3 separate regions of the Mus musculus genome follow, and all the other regions are linked to region 2. Evidence: chromatin contacts called from public HiChIP or PLAC-seq data. All regions are on one chromosome and are shown on one strand. The core of a region is the stretch at or near the end of the contact, and the rest is flanking DNA. Distances in the headings are between cores, read along the strand shown. Region 1 overlaps Prcc (papillary renal cell carcinoma (translocation-associated)). Region 2 holds the start of Crabp2 (cellular retinoic acid binding protein II). Region 3 holds the start of Hapln2 (hyaluronan and proteoglycan link protein 2).

Region 1 (2,700 bases), core at 29-2,528, 85 kb after region 2:
GAACACAGGAGAGACATTTCCAGTCTCCTTTGAGGACTTCTCAAACTCCCTAGGGTACTTGCCCTTATGACTAGGCAAGAGTCTGCTCTCATGGCTAGATCTGTTTTTAGTGAGGCTCATAACATAGTTTTTTAGTTGAGTGATCATTTGGCTGAATTACTGGTTGATTTACACTGAAGAAAGGGAGAATGTGTTTTGAGAGATACCTAGCCATTGTGATCAGGACCTCTGGGTTTAACTTGACTGACAGGCACATTGAAGGATGTTCTGTGGCCTTCCACCCAAGGTCAAGATACAACTAACTGTCTCATCTGCAGGAAAGTTGCAGCTTAGTTCTTAGGAAAAATAATTTTCTGTTTACTTTCCCCAGAAAGGTGTCTGTCTGTTCGTCTTTTGCTAATCTTTGTTCTGATCGGTAGCTTGTGCTTACTCCTTTGAGTATTACCTTAAGGCAAGTGCAGTGCCATGGCTTCTCAGCTCAAGCAGCAGCTAAAAATTCCCTGAGTAACCATGGTAGTTCCTTGTACAGGCCCCACCAGCGCCTGGGTCTCACTGAAGCCGATCAGTGCTCCAGGTGGTCTGGGTTTCTTCCTCCTTCTTTCCTTCTGTTTCCTCTCCTTCCCTACCCAGGGGCTCTGGCCTCAAAAGACATGGCAGTTCTCTTGCCTTGCCCTCCTCACTGTAGGGATTACAGGTATGTACCTACCATGCCCAGATGGTGGCTGTCCTGTCCTGTCTTTCCTTTTCCTTTTCATCTTTGTTAACTCCCCCACCCCCTTTCTTCTTCCAGAGATCAAAAAAACAGGAGTTTTATAGAGAATTCTTTGGCCTTTTTTTTTTCTTTTTTCTTTTTTTCTTTTCTTTCTTTTTTTTTTTTTTTTTTTTTTTTTTTTTTTGGAGACAGGGTTCCTCTGTGTAGCCCTGGCTGTCCTGGAACTCACTCTGTAGACCAGGCTGGCCTCGGAACTCAGAAATCTGCCTGCCTCTGCCTCCCAAGTGCTGGGATTAAAGGCGTGTGCCACCACGCCCAGCATTCTTTGGCCTTTTGAGGCTCCCTTACTATCCACCCTATTTTCTCTTTCTTCATGGATTCTTTGGGGTGGAATTTGATGGTGGCATACCAATCCAATGAGAAAGAAAAGGTGGAAAGAGAACTGTTGGGTAGTCTGTTTTTGTCTGTCTTTGAGGGTGACCTTGAACTCGTGTGTAGCCAAGGATCACCTTGATTCTCCCATTTCTGCCTCTAGAATGCTGAGATTACACATGTGTGCCATACAGGGCTGGGGAGATGAACCAGGGCTTAGTACACACTTAACGTAAGTACATTAGTGAATCACATCCTCCTGAAAGAATTTTTAGAGGAGAAATCTTACAGTCCCCCCCCCCCCTTTATTTTTTGAGACAGGGTCTTGCTAGGATTCTTTATGCTTCATTGGGCTTAGGAGGTGGGTACAAGGTTCCTGTGGCTAAGCCTCGTGGTTTGAGTTTTACTCACATTGTGAAAAAAGGGAAGCAATTCCCACAAGCTGTTCTCTGATTTCTACCCGTGTGCCTTGATCTGAGTGTGTGTTGGCTTTGTCTCTGTCTCTCTCAGTCTCTCTCTCACACACAAATAAAATGCAATAAAAAAGAAGTGACACAAAGTGACAACAAAATCAAACAGAAAACAAACAAACTTCTGAACTTAAAGGCTTCTTCTGTCTCTGCCTCCCATGTAGCTGGGGCTACAGGTCAGACTCAGTTCCTTTAAAAAAAAGGCCACACCCACCTACCTTTGATTTTATTTATTTTTGTTTTATGTGTTTGGGCGGTTTGCCTGTGTGTCTGTGTACCATATGCATGCAAGTGTACATGGAGACCAGAAGAGGGCTTCAGTTACCTGGAACTGGAGTTAGATAGTTGTAAGCCATCATTTGGGTGCTGGGACTGGACCCTGCAGCCCGTGCTTTTTAGCTGCTGAGCCATTTCTCCAGCCCCTTACTCTCAATAAGTTTGTTTTGTTTTGTTTTGAAGACAGAGTGTCTCTGTGTATAGCCCTGGCTGTCCTAGAACTTGATTTGTAGACCAGGCTGGCCTCAAACTCACAGAGATCCATCTGCTTCTGTTGGTTAAAGGTGTTCATCACCATCCCCTGGCCTACCCTCATTTCTTTATTCTTTTTTTTTTTTCCCCTGAGACAGGGTTTCTCTGTGTATCCCTAGCTGTCCTGGAACTCGCTCTGTAGAGCAGGCTAGCCTTGAACTCAGAAATCCTCCTGCCTCTGCTTCCCAAGTGCTGGGATTAAAGGCGTGCAGCACCACCACTGCCCACCCTTTTCTCTCTCTCTCTCTCTCTCTCTCTCTCTCTCTCTCTCTCTCTCTCCTTCCTTCCTTCCTTCCTTCCTTCCTTCCTTCCTTCCTTCCTCCCTCCCTCCCTCCCTCCCTCCCTCTCTCTCTCTCTCTCTCTCTCTCCTTCCTTCCTTCCTCCCTTCCTCCCTCCCTCCCTCCCTCCCTCCCTCCCTCCCTCCCTCCCTCCCTCCCTCCCTCCCTCCCTCTTTCTTCCTTCCTTCCTTCCTTTCTTTCTTTCTTTCTTTCTTTCTTTCTTTCTTTCTTTCTTTCTTTCTTTCTTTCAATTTATTTATTATATGGAAGTATGCTGTCACTGTCTTCAGACACACCAGAAGAGGGCATCAGATCTCATTATGAATGGTTGTGACCCACC
Region 2 (2,700 bases), core at 194-2,693:
GGTGATGCCAGGCTCCCACATCCACTGCAGAGAGGGGCCAGAATTTAGAGCGAATGAGGGAGGAGACAGCAATAGATTTTTCTGAAAATTTCTATTCTCTGATCTTTAATTTCGCAAGGGCGGAGCAAGAAAACTGGGTATGACTCTAAGGATCATTGCGGTTAGCTGACACAAAGAGAATGAACAGCGAGGAAAGATGAGAACAGAGGCCCTACTGCCCTCGCAACATTCTTTTTAGCTCCAGACTCACTCTTATACAGTCCCTAGCTCCTCAAGGGTATCCCCTGCTCCCCACCACAGGGCTCCTCTCCAGTGCAGAAATGGAAGGCATGCTGACCCTTAGGCTCTGGGGTAGTTTCCACTCCCTGGGGCGGTTAACTGCATCTCTCCGCAGATGTCTCTCCTTTCCTATACCTTCTAGCTCAGTCGCATCCTAGAGGGTAGTAGAAGGTGGGTAGGGAAAGTCTGGGTGGTTCCTGTGTTCCCACCCTTGGCTAACAGCCCAGTTGCGCAGGGTGCAGCTGGTCTGTGGCGAGGAGGGAGGCAATCCTAGACTTTCGGAAATGGGGATTGGTGTTTCACACGAGGACATTTGTTGAAATCTAAGAAAGTGGTAATTGTCCAGAGCGATTTTAGGGCTTGGGAGCCGGTTGCTGTAGGAAAATATGTCTCACAGGTGGGGGTGGGGTGGGGTGGGGTGGGGTGGGGAGACTGGAGTGGGAAGTGCAAGGTGTGGGGGAGGGTCGGGGAGCTGAAGTGGTGGACCACCTGGTGGGCGGAGCCAAGTGTTGAGGATAATGGACCTGTCGCCTGGATTGGGTTACTGTTAGGGTACGCGGAAAGATCTTGGAATGTCTCCTAGGGGCTCCCTGCCTGGATTCTGGATTCTTAAAGCTCAGAGCCAGGTGCCCTGGTCAGCAGGTCCAGGCGCCGAGGCTAGCCAACCCCTCCTGAGACTAACCTCGTGCTTCTGGTTTCTACTTGCTTCACAGGCTCTGAGTCACCGTTGAAGCTGGCACTGGTGGGCGCCCAGCCTCAGAAAGTAGGATTTAAGAGTCTTGGGCCTGGTGCCCCAGGACCCAGGGTATCCGGCACGCCCCTTTCCTAGGATGCAGGCTCCCAGGTACATTCCCTGATTCGGCCCCCTTCCGTTTATTCGGCCTCTGCTCTAAAGACCCCAGCGCCCTTCTTGTCCTCCCTTCCCAACTCACGAAAACCTCCTTACCCAGAGCTTTTAGCATTTCCTCAAAGTTTTCCGATCGGATGATCTTCCAGTTGCCAGAAAAGTTAGGCATAGTGGCAGCAAGGTGGCTTTCTCTTTAGATCTTCAACTAGAACACTGGACGCTGAGTCCTTTAGGCTAAAGATACTTTGCTGTCTCCTTTGCAGAACAGATCCTTCCACCTGGGGACCAAGCCGCGTGGAGGACAATTGCACAGCCGCTGGGCGCCAGAGCTCTAGGCTTTTATACCCAGCTGGTGCATGAGGCGGCCCCGCCCCCGCCCCGCCTTCCACACCACCTGGGGGCCCTGCTCTGTGACCACTTCACCCCCATCCTTTCCGGAATCCCTCCTGTTTCTAGAAATGTGGGTGGGTCCAGGGTTCTCCAAGAGCCAAGATACCCTTCTCCCGCATCAGTAGGCGGACCGAGAAGCGTCAGAAGGCAAGAACGGGGTTTGTGCCTCTGGCAAGAACAGGGCACGGCTCTCGCCTGGGTCACGGATGCTCTCTCGGCCTGCAGGGCGAACACAGGTCCCGTTTCACCAGTTCCCTAGTAGTTCTCTACCAGATTTGGTGCTCTGGACAGCTCAGCTCCAGGCATCCGGAGACCCCACTAGCGCAAGAATTGTCCCCCCCCCCCCCCCCCGGCAACCGGCAGTCGAAATGGACTCAATGAAACAGCTCGGAATTCAAGCGTTCTTTTGGGTGACAGGGAGGTGCTGCTCTGTCCTCCACCCCTTGACTCAGCTCTGGGTTCAAGTAGTGCCTGGGGACGCCTGAAGTGAGCACAAGGCAACTCATTCATTCCTCTCCAAGCCCTGGACGGACAATGAAGGGTTAAGCAGGAGCCCCCGGCTCGAGGCTAGAAGGGCAGAGGTCACAGCCAATCACTTGACACGACTCTTTTATTAAGGCGCTTTCTCGGTGGCTACGCTTCCCTGGGCCCCCTGGGCCACAAGGAGGGGGAGAAAGACGCCAAGCGCCCCCCACCACCCCCCACCCCCACCCCGCGGCTTGCCGCGTTGCCTCCGGGGTTGGGGGAAGGCTGACTGTGTGGGGAGGGGGTGGGTCTGAGACGTCCCTATCTAGAGCTGAAAGTGCGGTGAATCAGCCTCTCCGAGGCTGATTTTTACGTGGGTGAAACCCTAGTGGAAAGACAGCGAGACAGCAGAAAGGACAGGAGCGGCCTCGGAGGCACGCGGGTAACCCAAAGCCAGAAACAACGTTGCTCTGTGCTGGAGCTACAAGTGTTTGCCCTTTCTTTGGCATTCGCCCTCAGTCTCCCGGGGCTATCCCCGTAGTCCCCTCAGGATCTCAAACAAGGTCCCTGCCTGGCCCCTTCTCATCTAGGTGGCCAAGGTTGGAACAGGCAGCCCTGACCTGGTGAACTGGGGACTTGGCAGGCTTTGGTTGGGGAGTGGAACTGAGCTGAGGACAGGGCCTGAAGGATTAACCTCACTCAGAGGCCAGACAGTGTCA
Region 3 (2,700 bases), core at 27-2,526, 79 kb before region 2:
TGGCCTCAGACTCAGAAATCCACCTGCCTCTGCCTTCCAAGTGCTGGAATTAAAGGCATGCGCCACCACTGCCCAGCTTTATATTCTTATTATTTCATATGTGTGGATGTTTTCCTGAGTGTGTGCCTGTGCATCATGTGTGTTCCTGATGCCTCCTGTGGCCAGAAGAGGGCATCAGATCCCTCGGGACTAGAGTTACAGCCGTGAGCTGCTGTGTGTGTGCTGGGAATTGAAGTCAGATCCTCTGGAAAACAGCCAGCGCTCTTAACTTCTCTGGCCCTGTTTTTCTTTTTTTTTTTCTTTTTCTTTTCTTTCTTTTTTGAGAAAGGTTTCAACTCCGAAGCCCAAGGCAGACTCAAACTCATGACACTCCTCCTGTTTCAGCATTTCAAGTGGTGGTCCACATCTGTGGCCTCTCCAGAATTTTAAAATGTTATTGTTGTATGTGAGGGACTGTAGGTTGAGTTTCAGTGTGGAGGTCAGAGGACGACTTTTGGGGGTCCATCTTCTCCTTCCACTGTGAGTCTGGTGATTGAATTCAGCTGCCAGGATGTGGTTTTACCTACCAAGCATCTCACCAGCCTTGAAAATGTAAACAAAATCCATCCATGGGTGCAGAGGAAGGAGGAACTGTGAAATCAGATGACTCTATTTTAGAGAGATTCCCATGGTGCTGGAGAGATGGCTCAGGTGTTAAGAGCACTTGCTCTTTCAAAGGACCCAGGTTTCATTTTCAGCACCCAAGTTACAGCTCTCAGGGTCTGTAACTTCTGTTCCATGGTATCTGTTGCCCTCTTCTGGCCGTTTTAGGCACTACAGACATGGCGCACAGACATGCACCACTATAAATTAAAAGCCACACTCATACATCTAAAATAATGAAATAAAAATAGCTAGAGAATTTCCATAGTCCCTCCTTGCTAGGAGTCCCTTCCCAGGGACAGAAGCATCTTCCTGTGATTTCTACCTCTCTAGCAGCAACCCCAGCTGTGCAGCATCACGCATGATCTTTTTATAATCCTGGAGTTTAGAGTACTGAGGGTGCCCCATTCCAGCCTTCTCCTATCCTCTTCCTGGATGTCAGTTTCTGCTCTGAGCCAATCACCCACCCAGGCCTTTTTCCGGTGGTTTGTGCCAGCCTGTCCTGCATCCCACATCCCCAGCTGTTGACATTTCCATGCCATTGCCCAAGGGACGAATAAAGGGCCCCTGTTACCCAACAATAGGGGAGAAGACAGGGACAATGGGAAATTGTGTTTCTAATAGGGTGTGGACAGAAAAGAAAAGGACAGACAGACAGAAAGGGTCAGGGTCCTGAAGCAGCCAGACATCCTGAAAATCTGACTCCCATCTTGACAGCCTCTTCTGAAAGGCCATATATAGCCTGGCACAGAGGGCACAGGTGAGGGCTTTGGTGGGGGGGAGGGCAATTCTGTTGTTTGGATGGGGTCCATATGAAAATACAGAGCTGGATTCACAATTAGGGTTCGTCCCCGCTCCTCCTGGTCCAGCACCCTTGTACTTACAATTGGTCTGTCCCACCCCTGGTCTAAGGACAGAAGTAGCAAGGCCCGCTCTCCACACTCTTTTAGGTAATCTCCAGGATTGCTTTACTCTGCCCCCAACCGGTGTCTTGCCCTGGCCCCAGGACATCAACTGGCACAGATGCAATCACGGCTGACTTAGTGTGCTGCGTGAACATAGGCCTCAGTGCCTTGGCTTCTCTGAACACAGGAAACGAGTCTCTCTAGAACCGTGTCAGAGGAGCTGCAGTCCTGAGGCTCTAGGGTGCTTTGAACCCCCAGAATCCCTAATGAACCCCCACTGCAACTTCTTCCTTCTGCAGGACAGGAAGCTGCTGAGCACAGCTCGATTTGCCTCTGAGGAGAGATCATCTTGCAGGTAGGCAATGGGCTGCTGGCTTTCTATGTGTGGAAATGTTATATGTGTGCTTCTCTTAAAATACAGAACCTTAGATCAGTGACTAAGAGCTCAAGCTGGCCCAATCTGATTCAAACCCCAGTTGAACCTCCTTCCATAGCTCGGTGACTGTACCTGGGTGTTTATCAATGCCTCCCTGGATAGCCAGAGGAGTCAGAACAGTATACCGCAAAGTGCCTAAGTCAGATTGGACTTTAAACATGTCCGTGGTAGCTCAGTCCATTTTTTATTGCACTTTTATTTATTTTGTGTTTATGTGTGGTGTGCCTGTGCCATGCTTGTGTGAATGGAGTCCGAGGACAAGGTGTGGGAGTCGGCTCCCTCCTTTAAGCGTATGAGACCTAGGAAATGAACTCAGGTCATTAGTCTTGGTGGGGACCATCTTTACACATGGAGCTATCTCGTCAGCGCCTAAACATAAAGATCACTCTTATTTACCAGGCTGTCCCATATGGACTCCTGTCCCACATGCTTTACTTGTAATTGAGAAAGGGTTTCTCTGTGTAACCCTGGCTGTCCTAGAACTCACTATATAAACCAGGCTGGCCGCAGACTCACAGAAATTCACCTGCCTTTGCCTCTTGAATTCTGGGATTAAAGACATATACTACTTGACATTTTTATTTTTATTATTGGGAGGTTTTTTTTTGTTTTGTTTTGTTTTGTTTTGTTTTTTGAGACAGGGTTTCTCTGTGTAGCATTGGCTATCCTGGAACTCACTTTGTAGACCAGGCTGGCCTCAAACTCAGAAATCAGCCT

The links. HiChIP or PLAC-seq counts read pairs in DNA pulled down with a chosen protein or histone mark.
Region 1: a contact with region 2 is called in an H3K27ac HiChIP or PLAC-seq map of embryonic stem cells, with 5 read pairs. The contact joins the enhancer-like site here to the promoter of Crabp2 in region 2. A contact is called at or near these places in 13 of 39 promoter capture datasets (the C10 cell line, the HPC-7 cell line, HPC-7-derived erythroid cells and 10 more), 1 of 15 datasets of contacts at CTCF or cohesin (the NIH/3T3 cell line), 6 of 484 Hi-C or Micro-C datasets (B cells, CD8 T cells, the N1E-115 cell line and 2 more), 15 of 115 datasets of contacts at active chromatin or transcription factors (T-cell acute lymphoblastic leukemia, bone marrow-derived macrophages, embryonic fibroblasts and 8 more) and 3 of 9 other capture datasets (adipose tissue, liver and pancreatic islet).
Region 3: an H3K27ac HiChIP or PLAC-seq map of embryonic stem cells shows a contact between it and region 2, with 6 read pairs. The contact joins the promoter of Hapln2 here to the promoter of Crabp2 in region 2. A contact is called at or near these places in 10 of 39 promoter capture datasets (the 3T3-L1 cell line, the HPC-7 cell line, embryonic stem cells and 4 more), 2 of 15 datasets of contacts at CTCF or cohesin (the NIH/3T3 cell line and embryonic stem cells), 4 of 484 Hi-C or Micro-C datasets (bone marrow-derived macrophages, embryonic stem cells, gonadal supporting cells and 1 more), 4 of 115 datasets of contacts at active chromatin or transcription factors (bone marrow-derived macrophages and embryonic stem cells) and 3 of 9 other capture datasets (adipose tissue, liver and pancreatic islet).

What each region holds. Positions count from the first base shown.
Region 1 is chr3:87,862,714-87,865,413 of GRCm38.p6, reverse strand. The region is part of intron 4 of Prcc (papillary renal cell carcinoma (translocation-associated)); the gene reads left to right. Among named protein-coding and RNA genes, the nearest start is that of Sh2d2a, 17 kb to the right of the region's middle. Within about 2 kb of position 1,278, at least 13 of the 459 cell types and tissues checked have an H3K27ac peak or open chromatin away from gene starts, as enhancers often do. A contact at or near this core is called in bone marrow-derived macrophages, embryonic stem cells and trophoblast stem cells, where this site is marked.
Region 2 is chr3:87,947,436-87,950,135 of GRCm38.p6, reverse strand. It overlaps Crabp2 (cellular retinoic acid binding protein II), which reads right to left and starts at 1,443. Exons shown (of 4, transcript NM_007759.2): 1 at 1,226-1,443. The coding sequence starts at 1,295.
Region 3 is chr3:88,026,087-88,028,786 of GRCm38.p6, reverse strand. Hapln2 (hyaluronan and proteoglycan link protein 2) reads left to right here and starts at 1,276. Exons shown (of 7, transcript NM_022031.2): 1 at 1,276-1,402; 2 at 1,847-1,902.